Linked DNA regions of Hordeum vulgare: regions 2 and 3 are each linked to region 1. Evidence: chromatin contacts called from public Hi-C data. All regions are on one chromosome and are shown on one strand. Each heading gives the region's core, a stretch centred on a gene start, on an enhancer-like site or on the middle of the called end of the contact. The rest is flanking DNA. Distances are from core to core; before and after follow the strand shown. Region 1 holds the start of LOC123425357 (alpha/beta hydrolase domain-containing protein WAV2). Region 2 holds the start of LOC123425358 (nuclear transcription factor Y subunit A-7-like). Region 3 holds the start of LOC123425355 (PHD finger protein ALFIN-LIKE 9-like).

The links. A called contact is a pair of places that touch in the nucleus more often than the background predicts.
Region 2: a contact with region 1 is called in a Hi-C map of leaf, with 5 times the contacts expected there. The contact joins the promoter of LOC123425358 here to the promoter of LOC123425357 in region 1. A contact is called at or near these places in 4 of 6 Hi-C or Micro-C datasets (leaf and seedling) and 1 of 1 datasets of contacts at active chromatin or transcription factors (embryo).
Region 3: a Hi-C map of seedling shows a contact between it and region 1, with 2.0 times the contacts expected there. The contact joins the promoter of LOC123425355 here to the promoter of LOC123425357 in region 1. A contact is called at or near these places in 1 of 6 Hi-C or Micro-C datasets (seedling) and 1 of 1 datasets of contacts at active chromatin or transcription factors (embryo).

What each region holds. Positions count from the first base shown.
Region 1 is chr2H:103,849,817-103,853,109 of MorexV3_pseudomolecules_assembly, forward strand. LOC123425357 (alpha/beta hydrolase domain-containing protein WAV2) reads right to left here and starts at 1,375. Exons shown (of 8, transcript XM_045109044.1): 1 at 1,014-1,375. The coding sequence starts at 1,251.
Region 2 is chr2H:104,045,792-104,049,124 of MorexV3_pseudomolecules_assembly, forward strand. LOC123425358 (nuclear transcription factor Y subunit A-7-like) reads left to right here and starts at 2,036. Exons shown (of 8, transcript XM_045109046.1): 1 at 2,036-2,212; 2 at 2,312-2,376.
Region 3 is chr2H:103,625,282-103,628,547 of MorexV3_pseudomolecules_assembly, forward strand. LOC123425355 (PHD finger protein ALFIN-LIKE 9-like) reads right to left here and starts at 1,940. Exons shown (of 5, transcript XM_045109040.1): 1 at 1,745-1,940; 2 at 1,548-1,580. The coding sequence starts at 1,835.

The sequences.
Region 1 (3,293 bases), core at 125-2,624:
TGGGGCCAACGACTAAAAGGCGAAGGTGATTAGGAGAAAGTAGGTTCAGCGCAGCGCCAAGCCGCTTTTCAAGGGAAGAGACAAATGTGTTTGACATGCCAAAGTATTTTGAACGTACACGTGGCAATTGCATATTTCTCGTCCACAGATCTACGCCAATATTTCCCATCTCTTCCTGCTTTGAACCAAATCATGGTTCACATGAACTTATATATAGTCATGCATGCCTTTATATATGGTCAGAAAGCTTATTGGGTATACTTTCTAAACTTGCACAACTTTCAAAACTAACCCGTAGAAATAAACGGTAGAAAACTAAATCAACAACCATGGAACGTAGTGATGCAATGCAAATATATAACCACGTAAAGACAAGAAAGAAACACATCACGATAAAAAACTAAGTATGAATAAAATATGGAACCTAACCCTACCATATGTTCATAACATCTCCACAGTCTATTGAACACCAATAGCACATCAGAGAAATACACTATACTGAGTACCACATACACCAGCGAGTACTGACTAGAAAATCACAATGAAGCTGGAACTTGATAACTCAATTCCAATTGAAACTCATTGTGAGATCGGCCAATCAATCCTGAATCCATACACCAAACTACAGAGAACTGTGTAATTAAAGCAAGGAACCCTATAGATCGATTAAGAACATACGACATACCCACGCAGGCAGCCGCAGTAAAGTACAAACCCTACAGCCACAAAAATCATAAATATTGGGGCATATCCTACGTGAACGCCGTAAATGCTACCCAGATCCACGGACCCATGTCCCGATCAAGGGAGCTAAGAGATGAAGCGAAGCCATTATCTAGCCACACAATTCGGGTCAAAATCAATCTCTCGAGTATAGCCTCGAAGAGATCCACAACCTGACGCTCCAATAACCCGAACACTTCCTGATACCGATGGGATATTCGACACGGGGGGAGGAACCAACAGACAAACCAGGAGAGGTTGGGGAGGATCGGGGACTGGGTGGTACTTGCCTCGGCAGGTGGGAGAATGGCGGAGGAACCAGGAGTGGAGGCGCACGCCGTCGGCGGCGCGGAGCCAGACGTCCTCATAGATGAGTCGGAGGCGCGTGGGCGTGATGGGGTAGGCTCGCGGGAGACCAGGGAGCACGGGCACGTAGACGAGGCGCTCCTGCAGCGCCACCAGCGCCGCCAGACCCACCACCGCCATGCCCCCCGCGCCGTACACCAGCGCCTTGAGCCACCCCACCATCTCCGCCGCCGATGGGAAGGAAGGGCTCCGTCAGGCGGGTGGTGGTGGTGATGTGCGCGGTCGCCGCTGCTCTTTGACTCGCGTCGTCGGTCGGGGCCGGATTTGGGTTTTAGTCGGACGGGACGGGGCCTGCTTCGAGCCAGAGCTCAAGTGCGTCTAGGCCTGTAGGGACGGAAAAATTAACTGACCTGTGTAAGAACTCACGAAGTGAACCCAAACGCAAAAAAATTCATCCGTCTGACCCTTTCGTGTGGCGTCCGAAACCTAAGCGTCATACTATACTGTGTGACGTCTAAGTCGTCGGCGCCACACGCACCGACCACCTGGCAGGGAGGGCCCACCTCCAGGCAGTGCGACGCCTAAGGCTCAGGCGTCGCGCACTGTAAAGTGTGGCGCCAAAGGCTTAGACGCCACACTGCCACTTATCCAACCACGCGTCAGCCCCCCTCCCCCACCCCCCCCTCCTCATTCCCCTCCCCCATCCCTCTCCCACACTGTGTTCAAGTCGTCCCTTCATCAAATCCCTCTCTAAATCACCAAATATGAAGGTTTGGACCGGGCATTTGTTGTCCAGTCCCTCCCCTAAGGTAATCCCCACATATCCCCTCATTCTCATCTAAACAAAATCTCTTGTGGTCATTTTGTTGCAAATTTGAGGAAACCATAGTTTTTCATGAAATGTGGGATGTATATGATATTGTTGTATTTGTTCGTATGTTAGGATAAGGGGTATGATGGGGTTAGGATTAGGGTTGTTTGGATGTTTGCATTATGGTTATTTTAGGGTTAGGATTAGGGTTGTTTGGATGTTTGCATTATGGTTGTGTTAGGGTTAGGATAGGGTTAGGGTTAGTGTTATGGATGTTTGAAAGTTAGAAATATGGTTTATTTTTAGTAAGTAGATATTGTAGTATTTGGATGATTGCTTATAAAAATATTGTATGTTGTGTTGTTTAGGGATGGGAAGGACATGTGTTTATGTTCATCACGTGGACAAGGATGCATTTCTAAAAGGCAATATTGATCCGGACTCGGATGAGCTTGACATGGTGTTCGATTTCTATCCTAGCTATGCTGAATTGTTGGAACAAGTTCGAAAGGATTTGAATTAGATGGAGCCTAGTGATGTAGTTGAGTTTGATGGTAGGCATAATGTGGGATTCGGAATGCACATTCGTTGGAAGACCATGCGTGTCAGCTCCGAGCAGCGTTGGCTTGCATACAAGGATACGGTGGCCGAATCACTAGACAAGGCTCTAGAGTTATTTGCCATCAAAACAAATGTTTCTAACTTGCAGTTGGATTTGAACCAGGTTGCCTCTCCGATTGTTGAAGCTAGTCCTCCACGCATCAACGAAGAGGCCAACATTGAACCTCTTTCAGCACAACAATCTTGTATCCAACATGAACCATTGCTAGAGGCTAATGATGAGCACGATGATGATGAGAATGATAGTACTGTTCTTCATGACAACAGCCTTGGTGATTTGGACAAATATAATTTGCAAGAGACAATGGACCATTCTATTCCGTACTCACGTGGCTATGCATCTGAGTCTGACGATGAGGGTCCCAGTGAAGAAGTTGATGAGGAAGGTTTCACGGCAAAGGAGGTTGAAGCTTTCACGAAGGTATTAGGGCGGGATCACCGGACACCATTGTTCGAGGATCTTAGCCTTGCGGACGAAGGCATGGTTGACGGAGGCGAAGGCATATTGTTTGGAGTTAGACCACCTTCTCACCGGGACAAACATGGGAAGAATATTATTTTGCCGGGGTCAAAGTTCCAAACATTCCTTGAACTGAAGATGTGGTTGGATGAATATTCTGTTACGCATTATAGGCCACATAAAGTTGTTCATTCAAACATGAAGCTACGTTACACGGTTGCATGTGAGGATAGAGGGTGTCCTTGGATTGTCCGTGCAAGACCATGGAAAAGAGGGCCAGGATGGAACATTGTCAGTTGTATGACTCACACGTGTCGATGCAAGAGGGTTGATGGTGACCTTTCATCGCAAAGCCATAGACAACTCACCTCT
Region 2 (3,333 bases), core at 786-3,285, 200 kb after region 1:
ACATGCAGAAAACAGTAGCAATAAACTCACACGATCATATGCTATGTTCATAGTTTGGGTTTTGTCCATCACATCATTCTCCTAATGATGTGATTCCATTATCAAGTGACAACACTTGTCTATGGCCAGGAAACCTTGACCATCTTTGATCAACGAGCTAGTCAACTAGAGGCTCACTAGGGACGGTGTGTTGTCTATGTATCCACACATGTATTTGAGTTTCCAATCAATACAATTCCAGCAGGGATAATAAACGATTATCACGAACAAGAAAATATAATAATAACCAATTTATTATTACCTCTTTGGCATATTTCCAACATATTATATATTTTTCCTATATTGTGCTTCGTCGAGCTGTCCTCTGGGTTTCAACAAGAACCAACTATATAGCTCGTGTGCACAGGATCTCCAGGCCGCGTGTGCATGGGCCAGTCAATACTCTCATGGACATCCAATGTGCACGAGGGTCTTGACGCGAAACCTACATGGCATCCTATGCGCATGGGGTGGTGTTTTCGCCCCTGGACACCCCGTGCATGATAGAACACATATAGCTCCAGATTTTTACACATAAAAAGGTTACATCATAATAGTCGCGTGACACTCCTTATTTCTCATTGGTAGCGGCTCAATAGTGGGGTCTGAAATAGTTTTCGTCTCCATGATGATATGTGATATCCTAGCGCACCCGAGTTGTTGATAACTGCGACAATAAATCAAAACTGATGACCATGTGATCATCTACATGAGGCTAGTCTCATCAAAAGGAGGAGAGACCATAAATTATTGTCCCTTATAATTTGCTAACGGCGCAAGCACTCTAACATGTATAATAATTTTATTTTAGAAACACCATATTTTGTTTGATTTGAATTCACTACGATGAGAAGATACATAAATATCACAAGTCAATTATTAAAGGCCTTTTTGTTTCAGCTAAGCTTAGGCAAAGTGTGGCTAACAGAATGACCATCACAAGTGTGATCAGATCACAAGTGTGATCAGATTTAACAAAACATTGAGTCAAACATGTGAAAGTATAACTAAAAAATGTGGCAAATCACAAATATGACAATGAATCAAACACATGTTTAAGATATAGTGTCACGATTAAAGTTAGACGTGACAACCTTAAACTGGAAACCAATCATGCCCTAAAGGCATATGAATTTACACTTCTAACATTTTTGTTCGGAGAGGGCATACCACGTCCTCGGTATTGTTTCCAAATCCACATAAAACATTGCAATGGTTAAAAGATTGACACGTTGTTTGAATTTGAGATGCATATCAATAATGGAAACAATTCATATATCTACATGATCGATGCACAATACTTCCTCCTTTCGATATTTGTGGAAGAAATGAATGTATCTAGATGTATTTTAGTTTTAGATACATCTGTTTTTACGACAAGTAATTTCGAACGGAGAGTATTAAGTATATTTTAGCTTGAAGATACACCCATAAAACCAACATGCTACATAAAAGATTGTCAACTTAGTGATCATTTGCGAACCAACTTATGATTCGATGCAATGGCGAATCTAAGGGCGTGCTTCAACAGGCTTGAGCCCCCTTCTAAAAATGTAAAAACTAAATTTAGGTATATTCATCATAAAAAATTTAATACTATTTAAATTAAAAACTGAGAGTTAGTGTTTTTTTTCACACAGCTAACATTGAGTCCCTCCTTCATTTTCTTTCAAGATTCGTCATTGTTGAATGGTTAGGAGAACAATGCTATATGTTGTCCATCAAATCTCAAGTCATATATTTGACATTGATGGCCGTATTTTTCTAGATTATTATTCCAGGCCTTCTGACGACTCAGTCTCCTAAATGTGTTCATAATAGGATATGCGTGCGTTCATAGAAATGAATGTATGCTCATGACTTTCATTGTAACGTTTTGAAAGAAAAACTAGCGATCATCAAATTCTTGGTGCACCCATCAATATTTGAGGTTGGTGACGTGACACTAGTGGACAGAAGGCCATTTATTCCCAGAAAGAAAAAAAAAAGAAAAGAAACGGTAGGTCGCATATTTGGCAGCTAGAGGAGAGTGACAGTCCCCTCCTCGTCTTCTTGATCCTTCGTGCTTCCGCTTTCGCTTCTCGCCTTCTCCGCCCATAATCTTTCTCGGTCCAAGGAAGATTCCACCGGACAGGGCCAGAGGAGAGGATCTCGAAGGGAGAATTCGGGGGAGGTGAGTGACTGCCTGACTGCTCTCCCGCCCCCCTCCTAGAAATCCCCAATCGTGTTCTTGCATGCACCGCCCTGGCAAAATCGTTCTCATCTGTTTCAGTTTCCTGGAGTGGCTTCTTGGTTCTTGATTCCGTCATGCCGTACTCTTACTCTGCAGCCCGTTTGGTACGCTTCTTGCGCCTCGTGATTTTTTCCCCCGTTTGGTTGGTTTCGTGGCCTGCCTCTCGGAAAATTGGGGCCCTTTTGTGAGATTCTTGGCTGGCGTTGCTTGAGGGGGGAGCGTTGGTCTGCTTATTTTGGTCACTGTATTACTCGTGTTTCCTAGGAAGTCCCAGAAGTGTTTGGATTTTCCTTCTGCAGGAATTGTTGGGATGCAGCTAGATTCTGCGTGAGTTGTGACGATTTCTGACGATTGACAGTGACAGGAAAACAGATGCTAGTTCATATGGACTGTGTCTGACTAAGCCTTTGTTGGGTTTGATTGGGGAAAATTTCAAGGAAATTCCAGACACTCCTCGGAATTCTGGGGTTGGAATTTTGGACCCAGCATCGTCCAGCAAAAGTAGTCTAGGATTTCTTTTGGTGTTCTGCATGCTATAGGTGCAATCTGATGCTGAAGTAGAGCTAGTGCTAGGAAGAAAACGGACGTTTATTCAAGGTAGGTTTATTCAGCCTAAATCTGAAAGAACCCGAATGGGAGATAACACGCCTTGCTTGACAGCAAGTACACCTTCTATTCAAATGTTGGACAATTCCATTGGAAATGGACGACTGTAAGTTATTGCTTTTCGCATGTGTTGTACCTAAATTTGGAAATAAAGCGCACTGTAGTGTGTTGTGTTTATCTTTTTATGTTGGTTCTCGGATAATGCTAATTAGGCTAGATACGTCCAATTTCTAGATATGCTGGACATTCCTGCTTGCTCCCTTGGATCAGGCAGCTCTTGATTGTATGCATGACTGCTTGTGGCAGGATGCCGTTTATTTGTTGCAATGTTTCTTTTTCTAGAGCTTTGTATCAACATTTGTGATTCTGACATTGCCAATTATCTATTTCACGATCCACTGAGCCGCCTCCTCCTCCCGTAACCCTAGCCGCCGCCTCCCGTAGCCCCCCCCCCC
Region 3 (3,266 bases), core at 690-3,189, 220 kb before region 1:
GATCAAGTCATTTACAGCATGAAAAAGACACGATTTGATCAAGATAGTACTTAACCGTGTTATGGGCTTAGGAAGGGAAGTCAGCACACTGAAAAAAGGCAAATCCCATATGATTGACGTAACCAGTCCATTACAGGAGAATAGACATATTGGATTCCTCTGTTAACGGGATAAAGTTCCCGTTGAGATTTTTCTTGTATTTGGCACACTATGTATGCCGAATGACACCTCACGATGATTGCACTAACCACCATTCAGATTCATTTTGATCCAACCCTACAGCATTTTGCGGATGAATCATACATAAGCCCATTCAATTCACCGTGTTACACTCCTAGGCTGCTAGAGAATTAAGGATGCTCTCTTGGTCTCCTCCATATTCATAGTAAGTTCCTCAGAAGAATCCAATGGTTACAAGCTGCAATGGAACCATTCCAGCCAGCACACTATGCTGCACAGAGGGCAGCAGATGCATTGAAGAACAAAGAAGGGGGAAAGGGTGATGACAGGTCTTTGTTAGGGGTGCAAATTTACAAAGCATTATACTGTAGAATGCAATGCTAGGCAGTCCTCCACCACCAAAACACTGAAGGAACCAACATCACTGTTCTTTGCCCTATGCAACAGTAGGACTGTACACACACTGGTAGGCAGCAAGCAGCAAAGAACGGCAAGTCCTACTCCTATCATTGTAGTCTGCCAGTCCTTGAAAGTCAAGAACTGCAACAATCATTATTAGGGCAGAAGAATCACACCCCACCAACCAAGCAGGACCCAGTAATGCTGAACCCAATAAACCAAACTCACATACGCACCAGCCAACTAGCAGCCCACCACCGCTCCCAACGGCCAGTGCCACCTTTTCTACTACTACCAAGATAAGTACTCCCTCCATTCGGAAATACGTACTTATCATAGGAATGGATGTATCTAAATGTATTTTAGTTTAGATACATCCATTTTTATCAATTTGTGTGATAAGTATTTCGGGGGCCGAAGGAGTAGCTCCCAAAGGTGGAAGCTTTCAGCAGGAAGTGACACTGACGAATTCATTGACCACTCAGCCTATAGGGCAGCACGGCCAAGCATGTTGAATGATCTGAGCCATCCGTTTCCGGCCATCCGACTGCTGAGGCCCACGTCACAGTCTACCTCCACAGGAAACTCGTTATTAAATCCAACAGTTAAGGCCCTCTGCTCGACATTCAGAGGGCTTCACGCACCGTGCATATTCTATTGCTAGTTCTTCGATCCATGGATAAGTACTAAAACTGCGGGAAGGACTCGAAATAAAGTGGAGATTAGTCTGTTAACTCTTCAGTATTCAGGGTAACACTCAGCTAAGCAGGTTCAGATGAAGAGGCGCATCGGTTATTTTCTAAGGAACTCCACTAAAACTCATCTCTAATTAGTAATTATAATCACGCTAAATGGTACTTAATTAAGTGCGGAGATTACGGAAGGATAATAATACATCAAAATCTGCACGGAAAGAGCAGCGAAGAACAGCAGGGCAGACAGACGGACAGGCGCGAGAATTCACTCACCCGGGTCGCATTGCCGGAAGAAATTCTCCACATCTGCAGCGTGAAACAAGAAACAAGAAACAAAACAGTCAGGAGACCAGCCGAGGAGCACAGACGGGGTGAAAATCCCATGGAACGGCGGCGAAATTCGGAAAGCTCGAATCTTCGGCGGCCAAAAGGAGAAACCCAATCTGGCGAGCGAATCTGCGGCGACCTACCGGTGGTGAGCGCGCGGGCGAGGCCGTTGCGGCGGCCCTTGTAGTCCCGGAAGACCTCCTCCACCGTCCTGGGGTTGTACTGCGCGTCCATTGGTAGCCGCAGAGGAGAGGATTCGAGTGGCGCGGGGAGGGAGGGGGGACGGGGGAGCGGAGGGGATGGGCACTGTGCTCGTGGTTTTATTTTGACGTCTTCGGGGCAGCATCTCTTTTTTTTTAGGGAGGTTTTAAAAGAGGAGTGAGGGGCGGACGCCAAGGGTGGGACTGCGACTTAAGTGGATTGGAGAGCACGGCGGACGTGTCCGTGCGGGTGGGGCCCACCGCCCGTGGGACGCCCATCCGTCGAATGGATACGTGTATCTTTTTCTTGTGGGCGGGTTGCGTCAGCGCCCGTCTCTTCTTGCGCATTTTTACGCTCCTGTTTTGGTTTTTTCTCGACTTTTTTGTTTCTTCTTCGGGCCGCTCTACGCGTCCGTCACGTGAAGAATAGAAGAAGAGAGGAAGAGCAAATGATGAAATCGTTGTCTCATTGATTGAAGATGTGGGTATATATATCTCAGTATAAAGACGGTTACAAGGAGCAGTTGCTAAACTAAAGCAACCGACATAGCAGGGATTATCCCTTAATTAATGTATTTAATTAATTCCTAACACTCCTCCTAATCAATGCTTGTCTTTATAATATATATCATGTTCATAAAGACTCCTCCTTGTATGTGTTTGCCTTCGAGAATGTTCATCATCTTCATTATGAGAAATCGTTGTATAATCTTTAAAGTCTCCTCCAAAAACCCTGCGGGAAAAATATGAGGAGAATAGTGTAGATATGTTGCTAAAACTCCTTTAAACCCTGTGGGAAAAATAAGGAGAAAATGATACAACATATAATGATTATTGTCTCGTGATAACTCATTTGAGAAAACCTTTGTAGAAGGAGAAAACTCATCTTTGAGTTTAGAGAACAATAAATATGTCTTGAGTACTTCCTTTAAAAACCCCGATATGGAAAATAGAAAGTATAACATATGATCTTTGAGAAGATATTGCCTCATTAAAGACCATCATGAGAAACTTCGAGAGAAAACTCATAAAGGAAAAGAGTGCATTTCACATGCCATTGAAAAACTCCTTTAAAACCCAGTGTGAAAAATATAAGGAGAAAATGATATGGCATATATAGATACTTGTGTTTATATTATCTCATTAAAAACCTTTTATGAGAAACCGTTAGGAAAAACTCATCAAGGGAAAAAGAGTACAATATATGCAATTTGATGATTGTTAATAGGTTATAGTCTGGGAGATTACTCCCCCTGAACTTTGCAAATATGGAGTATGTCTCATACCAATGCCATTGACATGAGATTGTGTATAATCTGTTGGATTATCACAATATTTTGTTTGCAAATTATTTCCTCAACTTTCTATAATCCAGAGGATAAGTAATTTCTGAGCAATGTGATTTATGATATTGCTCTTCATATAACATGTAGGTATTGAGTAACACAAGTGGAAGTATCTTGAT